Linked DNA regions of Mus musculus: all the other regions are linked to region 5. A link is a contact called in public ChIA-PET, HiChIP or PLAC-seq and promoter capture Hi-C data. All regions are on one chromosome and are shown on one strand. Each heading gives the region's core, a stretch centred on a gene start, on an enhancer-like site or on the middle of the called end of the contact. The rest is flanking DNA. Distances are from core to core; before and after follow the strand shown. Region 1 holds the start of Crybg2 (crystallin beta-gamma domain containing 2). Region 2 holds the start of Pdik1l (PDLIM1 interacting kinase 1 like). Region 3 holds the start of Syf2 (SYF2 homolog, RNA splicing factor (S. cerevisiae)). Region 4 holds the start of Maco1 (macoilin 1). Region 5 holds the start of Selenon (selenoprotein N).

Evidence for each region. Promoter capture Hi-C pulls out the DNA fragments that hold promoters and counts their contacts. ChIA-PET counts read pairs in DNA pulled down with a chosen protein or histone mark. HiChIP or PLAC-seq counts read pairs in DNA pulled down with a chosen protein or histone mark. Capture Hi-C pulls out chosen DNA fragments and counts their contacts.
Region 1: a contact with region 5 is called in a promoter capture Hi-C map of liver. The contact joins the promoter of Crybg2 here to the promoter of Selenon in region 5. A contact is called at or near these places in 2 of 39 promoter capture datasets (cranial neural crest and liver).
Region 2: an RNA polymerase II ChIA-PET map of effector CD8 T cells shows a contact between it and region 5, with 9 read pairs. The contact joins the promoter of Pdik1l here to the promoter of Selenon in region 5. A contact is called at or near these places in 1 of 115 datasets of contacts at active chromatin or transcription factors (effector CD8 T cells) and 1 of 9 other capture datasets (pancreatic islet).
Region 3: a contact with region 5 is called in an H3K27ac HiChIP or PLAC-seq map of microglia, with 6 times the contacts expected there. The contact joins the promoter of Syf2 here to the promoter of Selenon in region 5. A contact is called at or near these places in 4 of 39 promoter capture datasets (3T3-L1-derived adipocytes, hippocampal neurons, pre-B cells and 1 more), 1 of 15 datasets of contacts at CTCF or cohesin (embryonic stem cells), 4 of 484 Hi-C or Micro-C datasets (adipose-derived mesenchymal stem cells, cortical neurons, embryonic stem cells and 1 more), 13 of 115 datasets of contacts at active chromatin or transcription factors (T-cell acute lymphoblastic leukemia, bone marrow-derived dendritic cells, bone marrow-derived macrophages and 10 more) and 3 of 9 other capture datasets (adipose tissue, embryonic stem cells and pancreatic islet).
Region 4: a promoter capture Hi-C map of adipose tissue shows a contact between it and region 5. The contact joins the promoter of Maco1 here to the promoter of Selenon in region 5. A contact is called at or near these places in 15 of 39 promoter capture datasets (the 3T3-L1 cell line, 3T3-L1-derived adipocytes, the C10 cell line and 9 more), 2 of 15 datasets of contacts at CTCF or cohesin (embryonic stem cells and pro-B cells), 3 of 484 Hi-C or Micro-C datasets (bone marrow-derived macrophages, brown adipocytes and natural killer cells), 15 of 115 datasets of contacts at active chromatin or transcription factors (the 230-238 cell line, SST interneurons, bone marrow-derived macrophages and 10 more) and 4 of 9 other capture datasets (adipose tissue, embryonic stem cells, macrophages and 1 more).

What each region holds. Positions count from the first base shown.
Region 1 is chr4:134,066,926-134,069,738 of GRCm38.p6, forward strand. It overlaps Crybg2 (crystallin beta-gamma domain containing 2), which reads left to right and starts at 1,527. Exons shown (of 20, transcript NM_001162970.1): 1 at 1,527-1,611.
Region 2 is chr4:134,285,942-134,288,736 of GRCm38.p6, forward strand. Pdik1l (PDLIM1 interacting kinase 1 like) reads right to left here and starts at 1,312. Exons shown (of 3, transcript NM_001163794.1): 1 at 1,220-1,312.
Region 3 is chr4:134,929,541-134,932,523 of GRCm38.p6, forward strand. Syf2 (SYF2 homolog, RNA splicing factor (S. cerevisiae)) reads left to right here and starts at 1,440. Exons shown (of 7, transcript NM_026780.3): 1 at 1,440-1,478; 2 at 1,640-1,744. The coding sequence starts at 1,455.
Region 4 is chr4:134,851,893-134,854,619 of GRCm38.p6, forward strand. Maco1 (macoilin 1) reads right to left here and starts at 1,453. Exons shown (of 11, transcript NM_025382.6): 1 at 1,146-1,453. The coding sequence starts at 1,225.
Region 5 is chr4:134,550,821-134,553,745 of GRCm38.p6, forward strand. Selenon (selenoprotein N) reads right to left here and starts at 1,346. Exons shown (of 12, transcript NM_029100.2): 1 at 1,117-1,346; 2 at 597-714. The coding sequence starts at 1,299.

The DNA.
Region 1 (2,813 bases), core at 277-2,776, 480 kb before region 5:
TCCCATCAACCCCAGCTAACGAGAGCAGGAGACTGAGGCTCCGCAAGAGTAAGTCACTTGCCCAAAGCCAACCAGCCAGTCAGAATTCAAACCCAGGTCTGTCTACACCCTAGCCACCTCCCCAAACCCCCTAAGGCTGCACACCTTGCAAAGAGGTCTCTTTGGCCCTGTGCAGAGCACAGGGTAACTTGTGGTTGCTGTGTGGAACATACTATGGATCTAAAAGCACCCTTAACAAAGCCAAAGCAAGGAGGTCCAGGTAGGGGTTGGTGTGCCAGTTCTGTGCCTAGGGAGGAGGACACGGGTGATCCAAACTGGCCCTGAGAGCTGCCAGGGTACCCCAGCATAGGAAGGCAGTCTGTACAAGGACGAGGGGGTGGAAAGTGAGCTGGTTTTAGAAGCAGATGGGAAACAGGCAGGAGGGTGAGGTGGGGGACATGGGGTTCTGGTTGATTGGGGTCTAGGTGAATACAGCCTGGAGTTGGAATGTAGGAGGTCCCTAGAGAGGAAGGAGGTGACTCTCAGGGACACTGTCCTTCTGGACCCACTCTCTGCTGGAGGGTTCTTTAAGCAGGTTTGACTAATGTGGGGAAAAGGGCAGAGTACAGCCGGGTAGCACGCGGGAATGTGTGAGCTCTGCGTGCACCAAGTACAGGTTCCTATTCAAGGGCAGATGGATTGCAAAGCAGAGAGAGCTTGTTTGTTGGCTGTGAGCTGAATGGGTGTGTTCCGGAGATACGTGCATACATGTGCTGTGGTGCCTGTGTGTTCTGTAGTGGAGCGTGTGGCTTGCACGCCTACAGAGCCCCTGTGTGTTTGTGTCTCTTGGTGTGTGACCATGTGTGTGTGTTGCTGTGTGTTCCTGGCTGCGTTTGTCTAGGCGGGTATCTCTGTATTTCTGTGCTGTGTGATGTGGTGGGTCTTCGACTCTGTGAATGCCTGTCTGATGCGCCATGTGTTTGGCAGCATGTGGGCCTGTGGACTGGTTTGGCCTAGTTTGGGGGTGACTCACAGGTAAGCGGGGAGAATCCCAGGACTTGTTGGGTTAGCTGAGATTTTTTTCCCACGCTCCCCCCACACCCCCCTCAGCCTCTCCCTTCCCATACCCACACACCTTGCTTAGAGGTCACAGGTCACCTTGCTAGCAAATCCACTTGTAGACGTGGAGAAGAGAGGGCTCTTGGAACAGGCCCTTGTGTTTGCAGGGGTGGTAGCTAGGTTACTGGGGTGTGTCTCCAGACAAAGGCAAAAGTGGGGAGCTATAGGCAGGCACATTCCAACACACATGAAAAACATCTTAGCCATCTTGACTGTCTAGGGATGGGACATGTGAACTGTCAGGAGGTGACCTCCCTGTCCCTAGAAGTATTCAAGCAGAAGCTATGACCACATGCTTAAGGAATGAATGGCCATCAGGGGGTGTTGTCCCTGGGTTGGGCTGGGCCTAGAATGGCATGGAGCTGATTGCTGGGACGTCATCAATACAACCCTGTGCGGACTGCCTTCCTTCAGTTTCCCCCAAGCTGTTTCCCTGTGGCCTTGCTGAAGCCCATGGGACCTTCCAAACATCTGACTCCTGGGATATCAGCTTCTTAAGAAAGCTAGCCTTGGGTGAGTCTGGCCAGGACTTGGCACTTGGCCCCAAATAATTAGCACTGAATGAATGAATGAGTGAACAAATCGGTTAGAGCTCAAGCTTTGTCGCTTGCCGCCAATGACGAGCGATCTGGGGGGATGAAGACAGGGGACTCTGTGAGGAGGAGGCTACTTATGTGGTGCTGAGTAAGGGACAAAGTGGGGGATCCCAGGGGAGAGAACACAGCTTCAGTGAGGGTGGCAGGGTCGGGCTGTTGTAAGGAGCTGAGTTTGAGCCTAGGGTGTCCATGTGTGTCTGCTCTCAACTGACCCTGGCTAAGGAAGTCTTGGGGGTCATCCAGGACTCCCCATCCTTATTCACAGGCTGTCAGAGGCCCCACAAACTCTATCCCAGACACTGGTAACAACCAGCAGTGGTCCTGGAGTTGAGTCAGACATCTGTGGGCCTCAGGCCCTTTCATCTATGCCCCCTTATAAAACCTGAGTCACTGCTGGGCCACAGGGCAGGTCAAAGTTCTGTTTCTTCCAGTTTCTTAGGAAGGAGGGAGGTAGGGAGTGGGGAGAGAATTAGGGCAGTGGGCCTATGTCTCACTCTGGGTATAGCTGTTGGGGGCTAGGTGAGCAGGGTCTTTGGGGTCCCTAGGTCTGAAAACAGCCTTGCTATGTCATACTTGGAGATATAAGCAAGGATTGCTCCTTAAGGTCTGAAGTGAACCCCAGGGCTGAGAGGTCCCCCAGTTGGTAGAGGGTTTGCCTAGCACCTCTGAAGCCCTAGGTTACATTCCAGAGCTGGGAAAAGGAAGGGTTGGGCATGCCTATCATCTGACCATTCAGAGGAAGTAGAGGCTAGAGAATCAGAGTTCAAGGTCACGGCTAGGGAGTGGACAAAGGTTGTCTGCAGTCAAACCTGACTACTCAGTCTTCTCAACCCACATGGTGGAAGGGGACAACCCACAAGCTGTCCTCACGTGCATCGTGGGACACACACACACACACACGAGTATCCACATACATGTGCACACACATGCACACATGCAGGAATGTGCACACACATACAGGCACACACACTCACCAAATGTAACTTAAGAAAAAAAAACAAGTTCAAGACCCTCTTTGGGAACAGAGAGTTCAAAGCCGCACTGGTCCACATGAGGCCCTGTCTCAAACAAATGAGCAAACCCTGGGGGGAACCCCAGTCAGCCATGCTAGTATATGCA
Region 2 (2,795 bases), core at 62-2,561, 260 kb before region 5:
GGGTTATAGACCTGCACCAGCATGCTTAGTTATTTGTTTCTTACAAAATGGGCACAAATAAAGTTTTTGCAGAGCTGTTCCCTCAAAATGAAGTAAGTCAACTACCTTTTTATCGTTGTTTAGCATAGTTATTTAATTCTAGGTCTTTTCTGGCCAAAGGGGGAGCATCCTATACATCACAGGGAATCCTCTGACAAAGTCCTTTGGCGCTGTACCTTGAGAAATCATTTAAAGGCAAGCTGGAGCACAGGCCCCACAGAGAAATGTTCTTTTGAGTGGAGAGTCTGCAGTACGCTCCCTCACTCACTGTCACTGTCTTCGCCGGCCAGGAAGAGTAAGATTGTATTTACATTGCACAACCAGGTAAACAAAGTGACTGCCCCGGGAACCGGAGACTCCCGGAACGACTACTTTAAGTTCATTGGCCAGATTTAAAAGAAAATGACTGTTCCTGAGGTTTGCCCTGAGTTACTTCCTTGTATTGGTCGCCTACCCTTCAATTTCTTCCTGGATTCCCCAATGTCAGGTTTCCTGTCACCGGGCGGGCCATTCTGTCCTGCTCTGTGCTGATTCCCGGTTACTAGGCACTTCCAAGTGACTCTTTTCTCTGCAGCGGTCCCCTGTCCTCTCCCACTTGCCAGAGGTCCCCCCCCCCAAGGAAGAACGCCTTCCTTGCATAAGAAAGGACGGTGTCTATCAAATCCTTGGGGTCCTGGCTGGAGAGACGCCCTGCTGAAGCATCCTTCGAGAACCCGAGCGCCTTACGATGGCACGTCCCGGACCCTCCTGCCTGCCTGCCTGCCATTCTCCCTCCGGGGCTGGGCACCGGCGGCTTGGACATGCACCTGCTGGTGCCGGGGACGGGGACAAGTAAGGCCAGCGGTGCTCGCTCTGTCGCCGAGGCGCGCTCACTGGCCAAGCAGCAAGCTCACTCCGGGCGGCCGTCCCTGGAAACCCCGAGGGACCCTCCCGTGGCCCCTGAGCGGGCCTCGCAGTCGCTTCAACTCCTGGCGGCTGCAGCCTAGGGGACCGGACTCCGGGAGTGGCCCGGGCGGGAACGGAGGCCGCAGTCCCCGGCCGGTGGCCGGCGCAGCACCGGGCCTTCCCGGGGATGACTCCACTGAGAGGTCCGTGACAGGCCTGCTGGGGACAGAGACACATGCAGGGAGACCGGTTCTGACTGCGGGGCATCCGTGGCACGGCGAAGGGCCAGGTTTACCTCAGGGCAGCCGCCGCCGCTTCTCCCTCTCATGAGCTCTGCAGGCCGCCATTATCGCGCAGCTCGCGCCCTCGGCCGCGGCGGCCTCCAGTCAGAAGCCGGCGCGCGCCCCCGTGGTGCGCGGACACACCCCCTCACGCCGGGCCCCGCCCCCTCCGGCTTGCCGTAGCGCGCGTGCGCAAGCCGAGCGCCGCCTGCTGCCGGGCGAGCGCCCGCCTCTCCTCCGCGGGCTCTGGCCATTGCGCTCCGTCGCTGCCCTGGCGCGGCGCACAGCCGAGCGTTTCCAGCGGTGTGCGCGCTGCAGAGCGGACCAATGCTGCCCTGCAGGGGTGGCGGCAGGGGACGGTCGCCCTCAGCCGCAGCGGGGGGCGCGTCCCGGGACCCCAGAGAAGCTGCGGCCGCTGGCCCGAGCCGGCGGTGCTCGTGCCCCGTGGCGGGCTACGCTGCCCGCCCTCTTCAGACCTACCGAGCGGCGGGCTGGAGCGCGCGGTTCGCTGGGGCCGGATGCCCGGTGCATCTTCCTCGCTGGTGGCGGGACTGGGCGGCGGGTCCGTGGGGAGGCGCGGCCAGTGCTGGGAGGCTGGCTGCACCTACGTTCCGAGGCACCGAGCTGTGTTTGCGGGTGGCACAATGGCCCAGGCAGCGACGCGGGCCTGGGTGCGATCATCTGGGAGGATGCTGTCCCCTGCCCCACCGGCGCGGTGGTATCTCCCTTAAAGAAGCCGGAACCTCATTGTTCCCGGCCTTGAGGATCGGGGCGTCCTGCTGGGTGAGAGAGAGGGTGTGGCCTACCTGGCTGCGGCGCGCAGCCTAGCTGGCCTGAACCGGAGTTGGGACCCATTTTAGGCGGGTGTACGGACACAAAACAGGTCTCCTAGGACTGCAGTCCCCCGGAGTTCTTCAAATACGTGCACAAAACCTTTCAAATGCCCCCAGCAGTTGTCAGTCATAACCCTGAGTTGCCCTGAGATCGGGGTGACAGTCACTTGGAAACCAGGACCAACTGGCCGGCCCGTCGTTAGTTACACAGATTGAGTAAGCATCTGCCAGAAACGCCCATTCTTTTCTTTATTATTCTGTACCTACTGCTTGTTAGTAAGGTTGATCCTGCCTTCATTGCCCCCTAAGCATCTCAGTGCCTCCAGGATCATCCTTTGTCATCTGCTTATGAAACTAATATTTGGGGTCTGGGCAACTTTCTATATAATCTGAACCATATTCCAAAAGTAAAGACCTTACTACTGACCCTGCTGCTTTCATAGGCGAGGAAACCAACACCTGCCACATTGACCAAAAGTTGTCTTCCTAGAACACCCACTCGCACCCTAGTGTAACGTCCTCCAGCCCCTCCTAATAAAAGCCCAGCAATCTATTCAGAGTTTGTCCTGAGGGCCATCCTCCTATTGGTGCTCACGTTTTCTGGGAATACTGAGTCAGTCAAGACTTGCTTCCTGCCCTGGAAAGTAGGGGGAAATAGGAAAGCTCAGTAGACGCCGGCTACCAGTGTTAAACAGGATGGACTAGGAAGAGATCTCTTCATGAGAGTAGTCTTTTTGTTTATTGTGGTCATAAAATG
Region 3 (2,983 bases), core at 190-2,689, 380 kb after region 5:
TCACAGGATGGAGATGGCTCAGTGGTTGAGTGTGGGCTGCTCTTGTAAGAGGCACCGAGTTTGGTTCCTGGCACACATTTTATCAACTGCCTGAAACTAGTCCCAGTAGATTCAAAGCCTGGCTGCTACACTGAAATGCACAGACTGGAGAGATGGCTCAGTAGGTAAGAGCACTGGCTGTAGTGGAAAGATGTTTCCATCCCAGAACCCACATGGTGGCTCAGGACCACCATAACTCTAGTCTGACCTCCGTCGGCACCAGGCATGCAGGTGGTGCATATATGGATGCAGGCTAAAACCCCATACATAAAAAAAGAAATAGGCCGGCTGTAACTTCCTCATTTAGAGGTATGTATTGCCTTCCATTTGATTTGTGGGGATTTTGTGTGCTAGTTAGACTCAACTCACCTGCCTCACTTCTTCCAGCCAAGTAACTCACTCATTTCTTTTAATCCAGAGACAGGATTTTTCTTTTCTTTTCCTTCCTTTCTTTCTTCCTTCCTTCCTTCCTTTCTTTTTCTTTCTTTTTTTTGGTTTTTCGAGACAGGGTTTCTCTGTGTAGCCCTGGCTGGCTGCCCTGAAACTCACTTTGTAGACCAGGCTGGCCTCGAACTCAGAAATCCGCCTGCCTCTGCCTCCCAAGTGCTGGGATTAAAGGTGTGTGCCACCACTGCCAGGCGCAAGCCAAGTTTTATTAAGCTTGAGAAGTAGCTTCCTACAGGGGAGGGGGACTCAAAAGAGAATTGCCCACAGTTTACATTTTTTTCTTGCCAGTGCTTAAGCTTTTAGATATCCCATGTCTTATAGCACTGGCTAGCCTAGAAGTCACTGTGTAGCCTTGGCAAGCCTCATACTTGATATTCTCCTGCCTCCACCGGCTGAGACGCTAGGAGAATGCCACCACAGCCGATTTGTACCCAGCTATTTTTACACGTGGGATGGCTTTTTCATTTCTAAAATTAATTAGTCGTCGATTTTGAAAGGTACACGTTTCATATATCCCTGTCTTATTCCCGAATTATCTTAGTGACCTTAGTAGTTGCTCTGGTGCTGGAATGTGAGAGTGAACGATATGGGGCCCGCCCTGCTCTTCTACAGTTAGTAACATCAGCAAATTATCTACTCTATGGAAGGGACTTAATGCGGATTAAATTCAAGAGAGACAAGGTTCTTTAGAGCTGGTGACAGGATACGCAGTCCCCAACCAGGCGTCCCATTCTATGTGGTGACAGGTTCGGAGCACTTCCTCATCCTTGTCGTCCCTCCCGGGCCCCGCCCCCGCCCCGCCCCGTTTGCGCCTGCGCATAGCCATACCACGCGTCAGTCCCTCCCACTAAAAGGAGCGTGAGAGGCCGGAAGAAACTGACGCCATCGGGAAGGCTTGAGTCTGGGCCGCGGGCCAGAGGCCGCCGGAAGTGCTCAGCGTTGTTGACGGAAGTAGAGAGAAGGCTGTAATGGCGGCTGTGACTGAAGTTGTGGTGAGTATCACCGGCTTCGCGTAGGTGTCAGTCCGGGAGACGCCGGGGCTGAGGACATGGGTGGGATCCGGGTGCGGCTCCCGGGGAGACCAGGGTGCCGGGCCCAGGCCTGGGCCGTGGCCCCTGGCAGACGCCGAGCCTGAAGCCGGTTATGATCGCAGGTCCCCGCGGATGGCGCGGAAGCCAGGCCCTTGGCGGCCGAGGAGCTGGCGGCGCAGAAGCGGGAGCAGAGACTACGCAAGTTCCGTGAGCTGCATCTGAAGCGGGTGAGTGGCGGGGCTGCGGGCCAGGCTGGCAGTAGGGCTGGAGGAGCAGGAGGAGGAAGGCGCACCACGCACCAGATCTCCGGACCCGGCGTCCCCGGGACCAGATCTCCGCCCGCCGGTGGGTCTGGACTCGGGTTGAGATCGCTTTGACACACGTCAAAAGCCCCACCCGCCTGCTCCACCCGGCCACACCCACATTACCGGGTGTACCTTAGGTTTTTCCTCTTGTTCCATGATTCTTCGTTTTTCATCTAGGGAAATAATTGGTTAGAAATAGTAATCAGACCTTTCTCACCTTAAAAACAGCGAGCACACACTTTCCCTTTTCTCCGAGTTCAGACTCAAAAAAGTATAACTTATTTCCCATCTCTTGTTTGGATGTCTACTCAAATCGTAAGCATGGCTGGCGAGTCACTCTCAACATTAGCATTCTTTCCCAGAAGCTAGCTCCCTCTCACTTCTTTATGTGACTGCTTGGTCATCTGACCCTTTTTCTGAACCTGCTTGTTTTCTTGGACTATAATTCAAAAGGCATGCTATATCTTCTTACTGTCTCCCTTCTAGCACCTGCCAAGATTTTCAGCCTGCTTGACTTGTTTTTGTCTTGATCTCTTTTTTTTTTAAAGATTTATTTATTTTATGTATGTGAGTACACTGTAGCTGTACAGATGGTTGTGAGCCTTTATGTGGTATTTGGGGATTGAATTTAGGACCTCTGCTTGCTCTGGTCACCCCTGCTCTCTCCGGCCCAAAGATTTATTTATTACAAAAATTACTCTGTAGCTGTCTTCAGACATACTAGAAGACAGTGTGAGATCCCATTACAGGTGGTTGTGAGCCACCATATGGTTGCTGGGATTTGAACTTGGGACCTTTGGAAGAGCAGTCAGTGCTCTTACCTGCTGAGCTATCTCTCCAGCTCCTGTCTTTTTTTTTTGAGACAGGGTTTTTCTCTGTATAGTCCTGGCTGTCCTGGAACTCACTCTGTAGACCAGACCAGGCTGGCCTCAAACTCAGAAATCCTCCTGCCTCTGCCTACTACCAAGTGCTGGGATTAAAGTGCCCAGTCCAGCCCCTGTCTTGAATAAAGTGTTTCTTGGGCTGGCAAGATGACTCAGTGTTAGAGGCCCTTGTACAAGCCTGGCCACCTGAGTTTGACCCCTGAAACTCAGGGAGAAGTGGAAGGAGGGAGAGAACTGACTTCCGTCTTCACAGGGTTGTCCACAGAGCTCCACACAA
Region 4 (2,727 bases), core at 203-2,702, 300 kb after region 5:
AATGAATGGATGCGATCCGTGGCTCCTTACGTATCATCTAGCCTAGGATTTTGACTTCTTACTCCTTTTAAACTTGAAGAATCCCCCTTCATGGTTAGGTAAGTCACCTGCCTGTGGAGGGCAGCCACTTCACACGTGTAAACAACCGCATGTGTAAGGTGTACAGCTATGCTACAACTTGGATGTCATCAGCTACCGCCTGTATTTTTCTCCAAGATTCACAGCAAGACCTAAACCGTAAGGCGCCAAGAGGACTCAAGTAAAGCCTTCAACCGCATGCTGAGCACTCTCTGTCGTAAACTAATTACTTCGCCTCGGAAATAGGCATTTCCAGAAAATAACCTCCGCACACAAATTGGGCTTGGGGAAGCTGTGACAGTCACCGAAATGCCCCATGAACCTGTTGTCCTTCTGTCCAGGAGAAGTGGATTCAATTTCTATTTAAAGGGACACCACTTTCCTTCATGAACAGAGGATTTAAAAAAAAAAAAAAAATCCCCAAACCTGAGTTGGGCGAGAATCCCTGCAAAATATCTGCTTGCAATTGTCAGAATGTTTGCTGAGGAACTGAGAAAAGCCGCGGTCTGGAGCGGTGTCACCGGCACGATCTGGGGGTATCAGCCTTGGGCGCTCCGAGCCAAGGTGGGGACCCCGTGAGGCAGCAGAGCGCAGAAGAGTAGCCGGCGTGGCCCCGCCCCGAGCCCGAGGGTCCCGCGCCCCTGGCAGCTCCTAACTTTGGCGGCTCGCTCGCCCGGCCGCACGCGTCCACGAGCCTCGGGCAGCCAACCCCCGAGCCCAGCGTGACCCGGGCTCGGTAGGGGACCGAGCGCACAGCCTGCTGGGGACCCCCGGGCTTCTGGGCTCCGGGCCGCGGGGGTGCCGCCCCTCCCCCCGACACACCACCGCCAACGGCGGCCCCGTGGCTCCCGCCCGCGCCCGCCGCGCCCTCCGCCTGGCCCTCGCCACACCCCGTGGCCCGGGGCGGACCCTCGGCTGGCTGGCTGGCCCGGCGCTCCGCGGGCGGCGCGCCTCAGGAGAGCCCCCGGCGCGGGCATGCGGCCTAGTCGGGGGGTTACATAACGGGGCCGGGCCCCTTCCGAGCGGCGCCCGGGACCCGCTGGCCCACGCCCGGCACCGCCGCTCACCTGCCGTAGATACCCTCGGTGATCCGGTTCCGCTTCAGGGGGCGGCGGAGCTTACTGCAGTCGGCGTTCCGCCGCTTCATCCTCCCGCTGGGGGGCCGGTGCCCGAGCCGCGCCGCCGCCGCCGCCTCTCACCTCAGCCGCCGTCGCCCGCCCGCCCCGCGTCGGGCCTGAATCCTACCCCTGCGGCCGGTCACACAGACATGGAGCCAGCACCGGGGGGGAGGGGGCCAGGAGGGGGGCGCCGAGCCTCCTCCGCCTTCGGAAACAAAGAAATGACAATTCCGGGGCCCGCCCGCCCCGCACCAGCCAGCCGCCCGCCCCGCCTCCTTTGCCGCGACGGACGGCCCGCATAGCCAATCGAAGGCGCCGCCGCGCCGCGCACGGCCAATCCCGGTGCCCGCTGAGGCAACACGGACCCTTAAGCCCGCCTTTTTGAAGGACAGAAGGACACACCAATCAGGATAAGGCCTAGACGCGTGGCCGGGCCTATCAGAAAAGAGTTAAATAGAGGCTTATAAATAGGCCCTATAAATATAACATCCTATATTATGCCTTGTTGCGAAGGTACGCTTCGCGGTTATTGGGCTGCGTCTCGCCGTGGGGAGGCCCACGTCGGCGTACACCGTGTGGCGCGGCGCCGCGGGCTCCCGCCTGGCGTGTGAGAACCGAACGGCGTGGTGCGCTGCGTGTGGGGACCTTGCGCTGACATGTGCTTCAGTCAGCCGCGTCCTTATGTAAGAGGGCGTCCCGGGAGCGCCGCCGCGGCCCCTTCTGCGGGCAGCCGAGCACGCAGCCATACCGGCCGCGTCAGCCGGGCCACGAATGACAAAGCAAACCACACACACATACACACACACTCACACACACCCTGCCAGCTTCCCGCGACGTGGTGACAGCGCGCCGACCAATCGGAGGTGGTGGGGCGGGGCCTGTGCGGGTCCGCCCCTGGTTCGCGTCACCAGAGAGGGGCGGCCCCTCGGGTGCGCGCGACGCCGCGCGGGGCTGCCGGGGGCGTGTGCGGCGGCGTGGCCGGGCTCCACGTCCGCAGGTTTGCGCAGGCTGAGGGTTCCGCGGGCTCCTCCCCGGCCTCAGAGGCTGCGTGAGGCGGTCGTTTGCTCTTTCCGCCCACTAGCTCTGTAGCTTACCGGTGAGGGCGGAACGGCAAAAAGACAAGTGAGATGCTCAGCGGGGAAACGCGTTTGCTGCCAAGTCTGAGGACCGAGTTCGAACCCGGGAATCCACGTGGTGGGCGGATAGAAGGAACTCCTACAAGTTGCCGCCTGACCTCCCACACGCACGCCCACACAAACACAGTTCCTAAATAAGTTTGGTTTTGGTTTTTAAGCGGCAAAGACTACCGGGCGTTGTTGGTGGCGCACCACTTTGATCCCAGCACTGCAGAGGCATGTGGATCGCTGAGCTCGAGGCCAGCTTGGTCTACGAAGTGAAGACCGCCAAGGCTGTAACATGTACCAACAATTTATATAAACAAACAAATAATAAATAAATAAATAAATAAATAAATAGCAAAACCGGGGAAGTGTGGGAAAGTAGCCATAGGAAGCAAATCACTGGTGGCTCC
Region 5 (2,925 bases), core at 96-2,595:
CGTACATGAGCACAGAGCTCACAAGTGCACTGACACACAGCCTGGACGGGAGGGACAAGCACTTTATAATTCATTCATTCGAGACTCCGATTATCCTCCTCCCATTTATCGTAAGGAAATCCGCACCTGGGCAGCACTGGCTGGCGACTAGGAATTATACAACCTAGGCTTTAGAGCAGTGCCAGCAGCTGTGACTCCTTCCTGTTTGTGACTGTCTGCATATTGGCCATTGCACACACAGTCTCTGAAATCCTTAACCCTGTGAGTCAGGTCAGGTCTAACCTGGCTCTGTCGTCTTCTAGCCTGGCAAGAGGGTCAATCTGCCTGCATCTTCATCGCTTCAAATACAGCTTAGCCTGACAGCAGCCACGGCCCCAGGCGTGGGACAGGTGTAAAGGCTGCATCCTCTTTCAAGGCTTCAATTTGAGGATGTGGCCTGGCAGGTGGCCGGAGGAATGCTACTGTCACCATTGAAATGGGATTGGGTGCTACGGCAACTCAGGTACCCACCAGCCCGAAAGTGGTGAGGGGGTGTGGGCTCGGGGCCCGGGCCCAATTCCTTTTAGGTTTCCCTGAGTGCCCAGCCTCTCTGGTACCTGTCAGTTTCTCCGCAATGGGTTTGAATTCCTCCGGACTGATGTACATATCCTGGTCAGTGTCCAGCGAGGAAAAGAGAAAGAGGCCATCTGTCCCCAGGACCTTTAATGCCGATTCCTGCTGGGAAGGAAGGAGCTGAGCTAAGCATCACCATGGGCCCCAAACTCTCCATCCCAGTCCCTGAAGCAGGGAGCTGCTTCCTGCTACAGTGGCTCCTGCCATTCTTTTCCAGAGTCCCCTCCACACTTGCCAGCCCATTTGCTCAAATGTCACTTCCCAACAGTCCCAGAGTTCCTTGTCCCCTTTTCAGTCGCGTCTGGTCCCAGCTTCACTCCACGTCTTCATCCATTGTCTACTCCGAGTTCCCTCCCTCCTCTCCCAAAGGCCCGGTCCTACTTTTTACCCTGTCCTGGCCATTGTCCCCTCCGGCCTCCCCACTTCCCCCCTTCCCTGGTGCGGGGTAGAGCTTTGCTCTGCGCCTCTTTCTGCAGCCACTGTCCCCCTCCTGTCCCCTCCGACCTGCCGCGCGGCCGCCTGGGCGTCGGCGAGGAGCGCGCAGGCCCGGGCAGCGGCGACAGCGGCGGCGGCCGCCAGCAGGGCTCCGAGCAGCGCCAGGGCGCGGGCGCGGCGGCGTGGAGGCGCGGGCTGAGCGCCGGGGTCCGGGCTGTGCGGGCGGCGCGCTGCGGGCCTGGCCTGGCCCATGGCGGCGGCTCCGGGGATCCCGGCGGCTGCAGGGAAGGGGATCGCACGGCGCGGGGCGGGCGGCGCGGGGCGGGGCGGAGCTGGGAGGGAGGGCGTCAGCAGGGTGGACTGCCGGCCCATCACTGCCGGGGAAAGAGGGAGGTCCCGAGGGCACAGCGCCTGCTCAGCCGGTCCATAGGCCCTCTACCTCGCCGCTTCCAAAATAAATAAAATAATAAATAAATAAATAAATTCTTTTAGACATCCTTTCACTCTGTAGCTCAGGCAAGCCTGAAACTCGCTGTGTTGTCCAAGCTGACCCTGAACTTGTGATGCTCCTCCTGTCTTCTGAGCCTCCAAGTATAATCACCCTCATCCCTGCGCACACACACAGGCTATGATCACCCTCATCCCTGCACACACAGGCTATGATCACCCTCATCCCTGCACACACAGGCTCTTTCCCTTTCTCCCTCCCTTCCATCCAAAGTTCAGTTAGTTCTGCAAAATGTGTGTGCCATAGTGAAAGAGTGCTGTTGAAATTATGATCTAAAATATGGTTAGGACTCAAAAGAACTCCTGGGAACTGGGGAGAGGACACAGCGGGTTGTTGCAGAAGCTGATCCCTAGCACCCGTGCTAAAAAGCCAGATGTGCCCACACATTATTTAATAGGAAGGTTGAGCAGAAAAACCCTTGGGACTTGTTGGCCAGTTAGTCTAGCCAAACAGGTGAGAGACCCTGTCTCAAAAAATAAGTTGGAGAGTGATAGAGGAAGAGACCTGACATTGGCATAATACGCATACACACACACATAGTACACACATACATACACACACATAGACTCACACACGTACACATATATACATACATACATGAATATGCACATAGACTCAAACACACACATATACACATACATACATACATACATGAATATGGACACAGACTCAAACACACACATATACACATACATACATACATTCATACATACAAACATACATATACACACATAGACTCACATATACATACACACATATACACACATAGACTCATACACATACATATACACACGTACACACATACATACACACATATACATACATACATACATGAATATATACACAGACTCACCCACACATATATACACACATACACATATACACACATACACAACACACATACTCTCACACACATATACACACATATATACATATACACATATACACATACACATATACACACATATACACATACCCACATAGACTCACGTACATACACACATACATATGCACACACATAGACTCACATACATACACACATAATATGCACACACATAGACTCACATACATACACACACATGTATACAATACATACATACATACATATACATACACACATATATATATATACATACACACATATACACTCACATGCATATACATACATACACACACACACACACACACATGAATCCACTTTATAATACCAGAACAGAACATGACTGAGCAGGTTTTAGCCACACATAAAAATGGTGGCCTCCAATGATGGCTGGACCCAGCACCTCCCCTTCAGGATCCAGCTGAAGGGCTTTCTTTAGATCGCTCCTGATCACACACAGGCAGTGAGCACTGAGGCCTTCCCAGCCTCA